Linked DNA regions of Mus musculus: region 1 is linked to region 2. A link is a contact called in public HiChIP or PLAC-seq data. All regions are on one chromosome and are shown on one strand. Each heading gives the region's core, a stretch centred on a gene start, on an enhancer-like site or on the middle of the called end of the contact. The rest is flanking DNA. Distances are from core to core; before and after follow the strand shown. Region 1 overlaps Parvb (parvin, beta). Region 2 overlaps Sult4a1 (sulfotransferase family 4A, member 1).

Evidence for each region. HiChIP or PLAC-seq counts read pairs in DNA pulled down with a chosen protein or histone mark.
Region 1: a contact with region 2 is called in an H3K27ac HiChIP or PLAC-seq map of embryonic stem cells, with 5 times the contacts expected there. The contact joins two enhancer-like sites. A contact is called at or near these places in 1 of 39 promoter capture datasets (liver), 2 of 115 datasets of contacts at active chromatin or transcription factors (both in embryonic stem cells) and 1 of 9 other capture datasets (adipose tissue).

What each region holds. Positions count from the first base shown.
Region 1 is chr15:84,313,311-84,319,950 of GRCm38.p6, reverse strand. Parvb (parvin, beta) reads right to left here. Exons shown (of 13, transcript NM_133167.3): 13 at 4,342-6,640. Among named protein-coding and RNA genes, the nearest start is that of Gm22890, 6.7 kb to the left of the region's middle. Within about 2 kb of position 5,135, at least 144 of the 459 cell types and tissues checked have an H3K27ac peak or open chromatin away from gene starts, as enhancers often do. A contact at or near this core is called in embryonic stem cells, where this site is marked.
Region 2 is chr15:84,082,819-84,089,340 of GRCm38.p6, reverse strand. Sult4a1 (sulfotransferase family 4A, member 1) reads left to right here. Exons shown (of 7, transcript NM_013873.3): 5 at 2,647-2,741. Among named protein-coding and RNA genes, the nearest start is that of Gm46526, 19 kb to the left of the region's middle. Within about 2 kb of position 2,805, at least 13 of the 459 cell types and tissues checked have an H3K27ac peak or open chromatin away from gene starts, as enhancers often do. A contact at or near this core is called in embryonic stem cells, where this site is marked.

The DNA of each region.
Region 1 (6,640 bases), core at 3,886-6,385, 230 kb before region 2:
CAAGTGGGACTCTTGATCCAAATCGGCCCAGTAATCAGGAGCTCTCGGACTGGGCAGGCAACACACACACACACACACACACACACACACATACACACACACACACACATACACACACACACACACATACACACAGAGAGAGAGAGACACAGACACAGACACACACACACACACACACAGACACACACACACACACACACACAGACACACACACACACAGACACACACACACACACAGACACACACACAGACACACACACACAGAGGCTGCAGCGGAGCTGGCATCATCCACAAGACACCTGGCTCTTCTCCCTTATGGCTGTACTATCAAGTCAACAGGAGCCAGTGGGCAAGTCATTGCAGGTCAGCTTCCCACGCATGGCATGTAGTGTACTAATGGATGGCTCCCCCTGATGCCCGGGACAGTCAGCGTGTTCAGGCTCATCCTTGCTACCTAGGAGAGACTATCCACCCATCCAGTGTACCCTGAACATTCTATTTCTGTTCATAAATCCTCTTGCATGACAACAGTGGCCAGCCCTTTCTAGATGTCTTGTGGGGACACCTATATGCTAGTCCATGGCCCTCTGGAGATCTATTTGTCTAGAAATCTAAGGACAATCCCTCCCAAATGAAACTGTAGGGGTTGACCCTTCTCTTGCAGCTAAGGAGGAGGCCTCGAGTGCTTGGTGATAGAGGCTCTTTGGACGCCAAGTTCATGTATGCCATGCCCAGATCTCAGTGCTTGCAAGACTGCCTACTGGGGAGAGAAGATCTACACCTGACCCTAGCGGTAGTGCCCACAGCTCAGGCACCTGGATCTTCTGAGCCAGTGGTTCCATAGAGGCTCCTTGTAGGCAAAGTGCACCAGGATGTTGGGCAGTGGGCTATGGAGATGTCTCAGTCCTGACTTCAGAGCTGTGGCCACAATGGTGCCCAATTATATCACAACTCCCTCCAGTTGAGAACCTCGACCCCCAGCCCCAAACAGCTTGCTAGCAGTCCTAGTATAGGCTAAAACCTGAACAGGCTGTGGTTTGAATGTGTCCCTTACCAAAAGTTCACAAGTTGAGACTGATCCCTAGTCACATGCTAATGATGTTTGGAGGCGGGGCTTAAGGGAGAGACGTGGGATTGGATGAAATTCTGAAAGTGGGGTTTTCAGGCTCAGTGCTATAGCATATATATATAAGAAAAAGGGGGACCCAAGCTAGAACTCTTATTTTGCATCTCTATAAATGTGCTCTGCCCTCTTGTCCTGGAAAGTCCATAACCAATGTCAATGCCGCCGGAGAATACACTCCCCAACCTCAAGGACCAGGAGCCAAACCCACCTCTGTGTTTTATAAATTACTGTCTTAGACATTTTGTCATAGCAACAGAAAACAAAACCAAGACAGTACCCCCCAAGAAATCATGGACTCTGAATTGTTCACCAGGCACTGTGGGTCATTTGATATGTCAGTCCACAAAGCCAGTGAATCAAAATGTTCCATGGTCAATGGGGAGAGATGCACATGGGGCCAGACTCCAACAATCCTTCATCACAGATGTGAAGTTCATGAGTAAGTGCGAGACAGAGTAGATGCTCAGTAAACAATTCCCTCTGTGTAGGGCCTACATAGGGGGTCCCCATACCTTGCCCAGTGCAAAAACCACCCTTGATGGTGTTGACAATAACTTCTTGAAGCTCAAAGATGGGGTCTCCACAACAGGCCTCACCTCAGCTCTCCCCAGGCTGCAGTGCCCCAGCTCTAGCCTGAAGAGGGTTGCACAGGTCCCAGCTTGTGGCCCCTTCCTTGTCTGAATTCCCTGTGACCACAATCCCCAGATTGGCAACAAAGGAAGGAGGGACCCCACACAAGCCCTGAAATGGGGGGATTCACCGGGGGCCTGACAACTGACAGTCAGCCCAGGATAATGGAACAAAACCTTTCTGTGAGAAATAAGGGGTACAGAGACCTGAGCAGCCCATGGAGCCCTCAGCTCTGTGTTCTCCTCTGAGCTGGCTTTGAGCTCCTATACATGTTCAACCATACCCTGCTATGCCCTGTCACCCTAGTTTACCAGAAGTCTCCTGATCCAGAACTCAGTCACTCCATTGGCTCTGATCAATTAAGACCCACCTCCCAAACCCCAGAAAAAGACCCATTGAGAAGAACCAATCAGAAGGTCTCTGGAGGGATCACATGTCACAGCTAGTCTTAAAACACTGGTGTCTAGTATGTGTTAATTAGGGTGTTTTTTTTGTTTTTGTTTTTTCCCCAACTTGACACATTCTTGAGTCAACTTGACACAAACTAGAGTCCTCTGGGAAGAGAGAGGCTCCACTCAGGAAACACCTCTACCAGATTGGCCTGTGGGACATTTTCTTGATTCATAATTGATGTACCCACTGTGGGTAGTGTCACCCCTGGGCTGGTGGTCCCAGATTCTTTAAGAGGACTGAGCAAGCCATGAAGAGCAAGTCAGTAAGCAGTATTCTTCTGTAGCTTCTGCCTCAGTTCCTGCCTCCAGGTTCCTGCCTGGCTTTAGTACCTTACATCTTTCAGTGAATGAGTGTCATGTAAAAGTATAAGCTGACATGAATCCTTTCCTCTCCACGTTGGCTCTGCTGTTTATCACAGCAATAGAAAGCAAACTAAGACATCTCTCTCTCTCTCTCTCTCTCTCTCTCTCTCACACACACACACACACACACACACACACACACACACACACACACACACACACATTTTTCCTTGACAGGGTCCCATATAGCTCTGTATAGCAGAGGGTGATCTTGAATCCCTGATCCTCCTGACTCCATCCATCCCCCTGGTGCTGAGGCAATAGACCTATGCCACCATGTGTGATCTATGTAGTGCTGGGGTTTGATGTAGTGCCCTGGTCCACTCTTCGGCTCAAGGCGCTCTTTCTATCTCAGCTTCCTAAAAAGACCTGGAGTATCTAGCCAAGAACTTTACCAACTGATCTGTGGCCCTAGCTGCCAAGGAGAGATTTACGGACTACCCCAGGAGCTGGTAGTTTACCTCAGGGTGTCCCAGACTGAGCACGGTAACATTTGGAGACACTAACTCTTCTTTGTCTAGTGAGCTGTAGGATGTCAGTAGCAAGCCAAGCCTCCACAACAGGCTAGTAGCTCAGAGATGTGAGAACCAATCCAGACATGACAACACATAGCCTAGGGACACAGTACTGAAGATGGCTGGTTTCTCTCCCTCTGAATTGGAAGGCTCTGGCAAATTAACCTACCAGCAGTCACTGACAAACCAAACGAGGCTGGAGCCCAAGAGCCCATCCAATGCCTAAATCCCTCTCAGCCACACTTTGTCCTTTTAAGCAAGCCATTAAAAAAAAAAAGTCTATGCGTATGCACACATGTTCTTTTGTTGTGAATCAGGGCACACGAATGTCATGTCATGTGTGTAGCAGTCAGAGGACAACCCCAGGTGCCAGCTCTTGAGGATGTTGACATTCCAATGCTGTGTTCCCCAGGATAGCTGGCCCCTGAGTTTCCAGAGATTGTCTCTACTTGGGATTGTGGACACCTAATACCACACCCAGCAGACAGAGCTGGAGATTAAAACTCAGGTCTTCCCAATTACCCAACAAGCACCTTGCCCAAGGGCCATCTCCTAACCCTAGTCTGTCTGTTTAAATAGCATCACTGAGTCCTATCCAGGCCAGCTATGCATTCATGGGTAGGGGAAACTGTTTTGAGACAGGCTCTCACTCTATTGCTCAGGCTACCCTGAACTATGTAGCCCAGGCTGCCCTTGAACTCTTGGCTCTCACTCTGTAGAGAAAATGTACCAGAAGCGTGGCACTTCTTCAAGGGGGGGGGGCACAAAATGCCAAGCTGAGGTGGCCATCACAGAATGGCTTTGACTTCCTACTCCTTCCACAGAGAGAGCAAGGGAGCCCAGCCCCCAGGCCTTCTGCTCTTCCCCAGTCTCTTCCTTCAGCCTCTGTGTGGTAGCATCAGAGGGGAGAGTTCAAGCCAGCCTGGCAATGTGAAATGATGCAGCCCCAGCTCTGGGCAGGGAGAACGGACAGGAAATGTGTGAGAAGCAGCCCCGCAAGGAGCCAGAGGCCAGCTGGTATGTATCGGAGCTCATAACTAGCGTAAGTCAGAGCACATTGTGACACCCCCAGCTTCATCTCCCGCCTGAACGTCTGGCACAGGAAGCCACGAGTTTGAGCTGTTGCAAGCACGCTGTCCCTGCTGTCTGCCAGGAGGGTCTGATCAAAGCACAGCCGGGGGTTTAGTGGTTTTTATTTAATATCCAGAAATCCAAAGGACACATTACTTCAAACAATTAAAAAGACAATAAAGCGCGGCCGCACAGGGGACGTAACGGATTCGGCTGCTTGGATATAAGATTCCCCTTGGTCAGCCAATGAGGAAGGATGCAGGGGGCCTGAGCTCAGGACTTGCACAACTGAGTGTGAAGGTGGCACAAGAGCTGCCTGCAGGTCCACAGAAGGCTGGAGAGCTGGAGGGGATGTGCCAATCAGGGCAGGGCAGAAGGGAGGAACCCAGTCCTGGCCTGCAGACCTGGGGGCAGGGGGTGCAGACCTGCCTGCCCCTTCCTCAAGACCCCATGGAAGTGACAGATGATGACATTTCTAAGAGTTTTAGTGGCCAGACCTCTCAACAATATCAGGAGAGAATGAAGATCCAAGCAGTAGAAGGTTCCAGAATGCCCTCAAATTAACAGCTCAAAGAGAAGTATTTGTATCCCAGCCCCCCACCCAGAGAACTGTGGGAAAGTTTGGGGGTGGGCACTGGTCACCTGAGGTCATCTGGGTGGGGGTTCTCTCTTTTTTTTCTACGAAGAAAGCCTTGCCTTACGCGGGTGGCCCTGAAGTTGGCCTAGACATCTTAGTTATTGGTGCCTTTGTCCAGGCTATGGTATGAATGGCAGCTCCGCAGTGAAGGGACGGTAAGGCCAGCCCTTCACTGGTGTGTGAGAACCACACCTCCACGCTCAGTCAATGGGGGAGGTCACACCTTCATAGAACCCTGGCTTCCCAAGTTCTGCCTCAGGCAAAGGAGCCTGCTTACATTCCAAGCAGGACTTGTGCCCTCCAGATAGGGAACCCCAGGAAGCCACCGCCCGTCCCAGACCAATTCTTTCCCTCCCTTCAGCACGGTAGGTCTTTGCATCTAGGATCCCCGCCCCAGACCGCCTGTGAGCAGAGCAAAGCGGTCCCAGCAGCTCCCAGATACTGCTGTGGTTCTGTGTCTGCGAGGAAGGCAGCACAGAACCTTCCAGTCCCGGGTATTTTGTCAGTGTGGCTCTTTAATGTCACCGCATCCCACAGGGAGACACGGTAATGCCATTTTAATTATCTCTCTCCCCTGCTGGGAAGCCTCCTCCACCGGAGCGGCTATTCCAAGACCCGTCCCCAGCTTAGCAGCAGTGGAACCAAGGGAAGATATTAAAATGTTTTCTGGAACATCATTGCTGGCGTTCAGCTCGGTAGCAACACCTCACCCCACAGCCCTGGGTCTTGTGGTAAGGTGGGAATCAGGAAAGGAAGGTTTCCTGTAAGCTGCCATGAACAGTGCTGTAAGGCAGGTGAGAGGCAGGAGGAACGTGAGAAGGGGGTGGGGGTGGGGGTGAACCACAGAAGCAGGATTCCTGAGACAAGGAGCCAGCCGGCCATGGCACCACCTCCAGAGTCAAGGGAAGTGGGTGGTGAAGGGCTTGAGGGAGCAGCAGGATTTTCTCTTATAGGTCATGCTGTAGGGGATACCAGCAGTGTCTAGGAGGGATGTGGACATCTCTTAGGTCCCACTGCCAGCTGAGACACAGCCCACAAACCAATTCCTGGCTGGTCGGAGGGAGGCTGCATTTGGCGACTGGGGGGCGGGGGGAGGGAGGGGTGGCTTGCTGACATCATGGGGTCAGCGAGGTCATGCAGGGGATGGTTCCACTGTGGAATGAAGAGGAGATAAATAGAGGAGGAGGAGGAGGAGGAGGAGGAGGAGGAATGGTGTGAAGGCAGAGAAAGGCAGCCTGCCAGCACCTCCACCTTCTACCCTCAGCCTCCAGAGCAGTCAGACACACGGCCTCTGTAATTCTGGCTGCTCGCTGGTAGCCTGTGGTCAGGCAGCCCTTGTAATGGATCCCTACCTTCTTGTAAAGTCTCTAAAAATGTGTCCATTCCCTAACAGGGCCTCCGAGACAGGAGGTTCCTACTCCAAGCCGGCTCTGAAGCTGCACATTCAGAGCCAGCAAGAGACCCAGACATGCACCGTACACACTACCCCGGGGCCCCAAGGCATTCTGGGTCCTGAGAGTTCATGTAAAAGGTCCGTTAAAAGCAGCAAACCGCAAGACGGATGGGGATGGGGTGTGTGGAGACACACATCAGGAGTCTAAATCTTCTGAGACTCAGGAGTGAAAAACTGAGAGGATCTTTTTTTACTGAGACCCTTGCTTCCAAGGAGAGGCCAGCCCAGGGGATTCCTGAGGACAAATGGGGCGGAGTCCCTGGAGCCAGGGCTGTTGCAGTAATTGCTCTGTGGGCTGGAGCACAGGTGGACAGCCCTCTCCAGCCGAGGGCTAGGCTGGGCCTTTGCTCTTTTTCATCTTTCTCCGGGGGGGGGGGGGGGGGGGGAGGGGGA
Region 2 (6,522 bases), core at 1,556-4,055:
TGGTCTACACTGAGACTGTCCGCTCCCTGAGTCTGAAAACACGTTAACTGCTCAGTGTGGCTCCCCAGGGGTCCTGAAGGGAGGTTGTGAGTCACAATGAGAACGGAGTGGGTAACAGTGAAGCCTCAAGTACTGGAGACCACAGGGCAGCCTCCAGGGGCCTCCTACCCAGGCTGTGATGCAGACACCCTGTAGAGTGGGCTGCGGCAGGCACACTGGGCTACTTGCAATTGGAAGGAAACCCACAGGGGCCCAATTCTGTTAAACATGGCTTTAGCCATGCCCTGTGCCCAGAGCTGGTACCTTATTCCCATGTGCAGTGGGAAACTGCAGCACCTGTTCCCCAGAGTCCCTGAGCCTGCCGCAGGCTCCCACCCAGCTTCTTTCCCTGTGCACTATTGGGGTACCCCGTTTGGGATTCTCAGGTGTTTGGATAGCCCCCTCCTGACTCACAGCATTGTACCTTCCAGTCCTAGTGCCCATTCTGGCCTCAGAGGTGCTCAGGAATAGCACCATCGTGACAGCAAGAGTCTGCCACAATCAGTTTCTGTACTCTCAGCCAGAGGTGTTAAAATCTCCCTGTTCACAGTTCAAAGCCACAGGTTCAAGGCTATGCACTCTGGCCTGTATCCTACTCAAAGCATCTGACTTGGGTGCTCGCTTCCCCAGCTCCACTCTTAGCCTCTCAGTGACCACAGCATGCTGATCTTTCTTCCCTATCTAAAGCTCAAAAGAAAGTGGCAGCTAAGGGAAGGGGCATTAAAACATTTCCTGGCCAGGATGGTGGCACAGGGCCGTAACCCCAGCTGCTCAGGGACTAAGGCAGATGTGTAGGTTCAAGGCTAGCCTGAGCTACAGCGTGAATTCAAGGGTAGCCTGGTCAACTTAATAAGACTTGGTCTCAAAATGAAAGGCAGTGAGAAGGCTGGGGATGCAGGTGTGCTTGGCTAGCGTGGCAGGCCCTGGGTTTGATGTCCCCAGCATAGGACAGAGCAGAGGATGGAGCAGGCACTGTGAGGATAAGAATGCTGGTGGCCTGAGACTCCAGAGCTGGGATAAGGGATGTCCAGGTGAAGTGACATGCCTGTGGGAGCTTTGGGCAGGGCCAGTGGTATAATATGTGCACGCTCTGGGCAGTCTTCCTATGGCAGAAGCCCATGGTGGGCAGTCTGTGGACAGGGTCGCTTCACAGATGTTGTGTTGGCAGTGGTCTGTGGACAGACACTGACCTGTGCTGCATGGGAAGTATTTCAGAGGTGGCCTCTTCCTTAGGTGGGGTCTGTGTTGAGTTATAACATCCTGCAGGCCTTGGGTAAGTGGCTTCATGGTCTTAACATAGTGAGGTATGGAGAGAAGCAGAGGGTGGGACAGAGATCCTTCTCTGGAGACTCAGGTCCCATTAGCATGTGTGTATCTCCTTCCTCCGTGGCCCCAAGTACAGAGGCAGTGGGGTGTTCCTGGTCTCCCTGGTAGCAGTCAGCATGCTTTGCTTGGTTCATGGTCCTGGTTGGCCTTTCTTGTGAAGCGTCATGTCACCAATGGGGTCCAGGCTGTCTGGAAGTCCTGTGCCTTCTCTGGGAGTGGGGAGAGCTTTCCCCTGTCTTTTTTAGGCTGCTTGCCTTCCTCCTGCCTCAGGACCTCATCTGCTGGGACTGAGCTGCACAGATCCAGACCAGAGTCCAGGCTTCCACGGCAGTTGTCCCCTTGTGACCTGGCCTGCCACTGTCCTTTCCTGAGACTCAGCTCTGTAAAATGAATAGATTTGCCAAGATGGGTTTGCAGGGGTCAAACAGGTGTGTCTGAGTGGGGTGTGCTAGGTTGTGTCTGACTGGGTTATACCTGTGCAGGTCCACGGTGCCCTAGTACACCTCTACCAGGGAGCTTGCGGGTGGCCCTGAGGATGGAGCCCCATCCATGCCTCTGTATCTTCTTACTCCTGAGAAGGGTTCGGGTACCACTTCTTTATAGTATCTCATGGAGCCCCCTCCCCCCCATTTGCCATCCCCCACGGCAGCATGGCACGAAGTCCATCACAGGGCTGCACAGTTCAGCCAAAAAGATGGGAGCACAGCGGAACTTGTCACTAGGAAGGCTGTGACATAGCTTGCAGACTGGACCGAGTCCTCTTATACTTGCCACATGCCTAGCCCAGACCTGAGGTGCCGTGGCGAGGTGAGGCCATGCTGTGGCACATATTGTCTGTGTGACAGCCAGGGTTCCCACCTCTCTTTAATCGCAGGTTTCTCTGACAGTATCTGGGGTCATTCAGAAGTCATGGGGCGGGGCCTTGTTCTGGAACTCTCTCAGAGCTTCACACCCCCAGCCTACTCCACCTGCCTCTTTTGTTCTGATTCCTCTGAGCATTGTTTTCTCTCGTTGGCACTAGCGTATGCACTGTGTCCTCTTATCTTCAGAGCGCCTCCTGCTGTGTCAGGTCTTCAGGGCATCCTGAAGTACATAGGCTGGGTAGGGGTGAAGAGCGTTGACAAGAGCAGGAGGGGTGAGGGCCTTTAATGGTTTCTTCCTTCCGGGAGACCCCCGTAGTTTCCTTCCCAGCAGCTGGGCAGGAGCTGGGCATCCTGTGGGAGGGGCAAGAACACCTACACAGTTCCCTTCCCAGCTGTGCCCTTTTGTCTGTTTCCACAGTGGGCTACGGCTCCTGGTTTGAGCATGTTCAGGAATTCTGGGAACATCGAATGGATGCCAACGTGCTTTTCCTTAAGTATGAAGACATGCACCGGGTGAGTAGTTGGGGGTAGGTTACTGAGTCGTCCTTGCCGAGAGGCGCTGTCCATGGCCTGGAGCTGTCCGTGGTGCCAGCACCAAGTGGAGGCAACGGAGGGATCTGCACAATTCCTTCCGTGCCCAGAGATGCTTGTGGTCTTACGTCCCTAATCCAGCTCATGGCCCCTGTTGGGCATCTTTTGAGACAGGCTGGTGTCCAGTGATGTCATGGAAAAGCCCGTTTCTTGGCTTTACTGCCTTAGCGACAGGTGCAGGACCTTGGCCGTTCTCATTTGTTGTCTCAAAACCATCACCTTGGTGACTGTGAGGGCAGTATGCTGGGGTAGTTGAGTCCCTTTGCCTTCTGCGTCAGCTTTTGGGATGCTTGTGACCTTGTGTGTTAGCCTGTGGTGTCCCCTCCCTGTTTCTTCTTGGTGCTCAGGGAAGGAGGTCATTATTGATTTGTGTGGATGTGACGCCCTACTCTGTGCAGGTCTGCTGGGTATGGCTGTGGGAGCACTGGGTGTGTGAGCATTTTGGGTGCCTTGATAGCTGCATATTTTCTCTCTCTCTCTCTCTCTCTCTCGCTCGCTCGCTCGCTCGCTCCCTCCCTCCCTCCCTCCCTCCCTCCCTCCCTCCCTCCCCCCCTCTTTCTCTCTCTCCACCCCCTCTCTGTTTTTGGAGGTGGAGTTTCTCTGTGTAGTCCTGGCTGTCATGAAACTAACTCTGTAGACTAATCTGGCCTCAAATTCAGAGATCCGCCTGCTTCCACCTCCTGAGAGCTGGGATTAAAGGTGTGTGCTACCATCTCCCAGTGGTTTCTCTCAGGCCAAGAGCAAACCTGGCCTTGACCTCGCTCCCTCTCAGCATCTTACCCTTATCTTCACTTCACTGCAGACCCTTCCCTTCCTGTCTCAGGCCCCTCGTTACCTGGCCCCACAACTCCCAAGCTGCTCTGTCATGGTCTGCAGTGATTCCCTACTTTGCTACAGCAGGTAATGGTTACTGGGTTCCTGTAACCCAGCCTTCTGATGACCCTTCCCTCCTCATTTGGCTGCCAAGATAACACCCTCATCTCCCATGGTCCCCTTCTCTCAGATTTATTTTATGAGTTTTTTGTTTTGTTTTGTTTTTGCCTGCATGTATGTATGTGTAGCGCGTGCATGCTGGTGCCCAAAGAGGTCAGAAGAAGGTATTGGATCTGGAGTTAGGAATGGTTGTAAGCCACTGTGTTTATGTTGGAAACCATACTTGGGTCCTCTGCAAGAGCACCAAGTGCTGTTAACTGCTGGGCTGCCTCTCCAGCCCCACGTCCGGCATCTCTTGCTGTTTTCCCATGTCCTGACTGCAGATGCTCGCATGCCACAGATGCTCACACAGCACAGGCCTCAGCCTAGGCCTTGTTTCTCATCGTTTCTTCTGTTCACTTCCTGTGGTGTCATTCCTTTGCCAGGTTTGGAGCTCTGCTGCCACTGTGCACACAGCTGGCTGTGGGCATCCCGAGACACATGTCTGTGTGGTTGTCCAAGGGAGACCCAGGACTTGATGCACCCAGACCAAGCTCTCCCTAACCCTCATCTCAGTTCAGGGCAGGCTGCTCTGCCTTCTGGGGTTGCTCAGGAGGAATTCTGTATTTGTCCCAATGTCTCTTTCACACAGTGCATCTGTGTCCCAAGTCCTGTTAGCTCTGTGCTTAAATCCTCACACTTACCCAGCCAGTTGTGCCCAGGTCTGCCTGTCTTTCTGTCCATGCCTGCATCTCTCCATCCTGTTACTGAGTTATAATCTGAGTCTTTACTCCTGGCTTCCTTCCTGGCCTCTCTACCAAGTTCTCTCATCACAGGGGCTGTGCCTACTGGTGCTGAAATTTCATCATCATTTATCTTGTCACAGCCCATGTGGCCATGGGTGATCGTCCCAATTCCTGGATACCTTAACCTCCCTGACTGCCTTGGTATTACTTGATCCTGTCTCCCTGCTTCTGTTTCAGGCCTGTGCGTTTGCTCTTGCCATCCAGAATGTTCTTCGTGTATCTACGTGGATTGCCCTCTCACCTCTGTCTTGTCTGCTCCTAGGCCACCTTGTCAGTAGGCCCCTCCCTCGTGTGTGTGTGTGTGTGTGTGTGTGTGTGTATGTGCTCATGTGTTCAAATCAATAACTGACAGGTTTCAGGAGCTTAGCCACTGCTTTCAGAGTGAGAGAGAGAGAGAGTGACCCGCAGGGTGGAGACACCTATGCACCCTTTCCACAGGAAGGCTGAGGTGCTGAGAGTCAAAAGCATGTGCAGGCCTTTTGCTGGAAAAGGCTAAGGGTACACAGGCCTGGGATGCAGTGACCTGGGTTCAAGTGTCCTCTTGAAGTTCTGAACTAGGGCTGACCAGGGCCAAGCCATACTGTCCACTGTGTCGGGGGAGTGAGATGGTTAATGGGAGGAGCTGGGTCAGAGGTCAGAGAGACTGGAGGTGTGTTAGAGCGTGGCAGCCTATGTGGACTTGCACATGGCCTTGGAAATCTGATTGGAAACCTGTTGGAAGGCGCTGGGGGGGAGGTGAGGGGCTCGTGAAGGGACCTGGGTGACAATGGCTCCTGATCACTGGAAAGGGCTGGATAGAGGTTGTGGTGATGTAGTGTCCACCCTATCTCCTAATATGCTATCCTGGATGTCCCCTCTGCACTGACTCTGGGCTGAGCTTATGCACTGGGGGTCCATGAGTACCAGAGAGCATGCCGTAGGGGAAGAAGTAGAGGGAAGGTTTGTGCCATGGGGCTTGCCTACCCAGGGGTGCTGGCTACCTGATGGGACCCAGCCATCCTGCTGGAAAATCTGTAGGAGGTGCAGTGGGCATTAGGCTACAGCCTTGCTAACTGCTGCTGGTGGCTGAGAGAATCCCTAGGTAATAAGGCCTGACCTTTATCCCCATACCCAAGGGAAGATTCCTGGTAGCCTAGATGCCCGTTTGCAGAGAACCACAAGGGGGTGGGTGTATTTCAGAGGATTCTGTCCATAGTCCATCTGTGATTTGTCGATTCTGACTCTCAGGTGGGGTGGGGGGCATGCTTCAGGGATCAGTTACCCTATGGAGAGCAGGAAACCAAGAGGGGCCAGAGGTTGGGAGATTCCTTTCAAAGGCTCACCCCTAGTGACGGCTTGTGATGGCTTCTTCCAGCCAGGCCAGGCCTCATAATGATTCTATTTCCAAAAACAGCACCCCCAGCTTGGGGCCAAGCATCAGTACCTGGACTTATTTTAGTTAGACACATGACTACTGTGTGATTTTTTTTTGAATCATTTAATTATGCACGTGTTTATGGGTTTGTACACATGGGTGCAGGTGCCCATGGAAGTCAGAAGGCATCAGATCCCCCCTGGATCTAGTGTCACAGCCAGTTGTGAACTGTCACACATGGGTACTGGGACCAGAACTCTAGTCCCCTGAACGAGAAGTGTGTATGCTTGATGGCTGAACCATCTCTCTGGTCTTTGTGTCCTGCCTTTTAGGGTGCATCAGCATCACCCCGAAGGTGCAGCTAATAACAGGAGCCCCCTGACGGGGTATACTCACCTCTAACCACTCACTGAAGTCAGTTGCTTTAGTGTCTAATCTGCATTGCATATTTTTCCAGAAACTCACTGGTAGCTACTGAGGTCTTTGATGGAGACTAGGGGGCTAAGATTATTTGTTTGAGACAGGATTTTTTTTTCCTGGGTAGTACTAGGTGTTCTGAAACTCACTCTTTAGACCAGGCTGGCCTCAAACTCAGATCTGCCTACCTCTGCCTTGAGTGTGGGGATTAAAG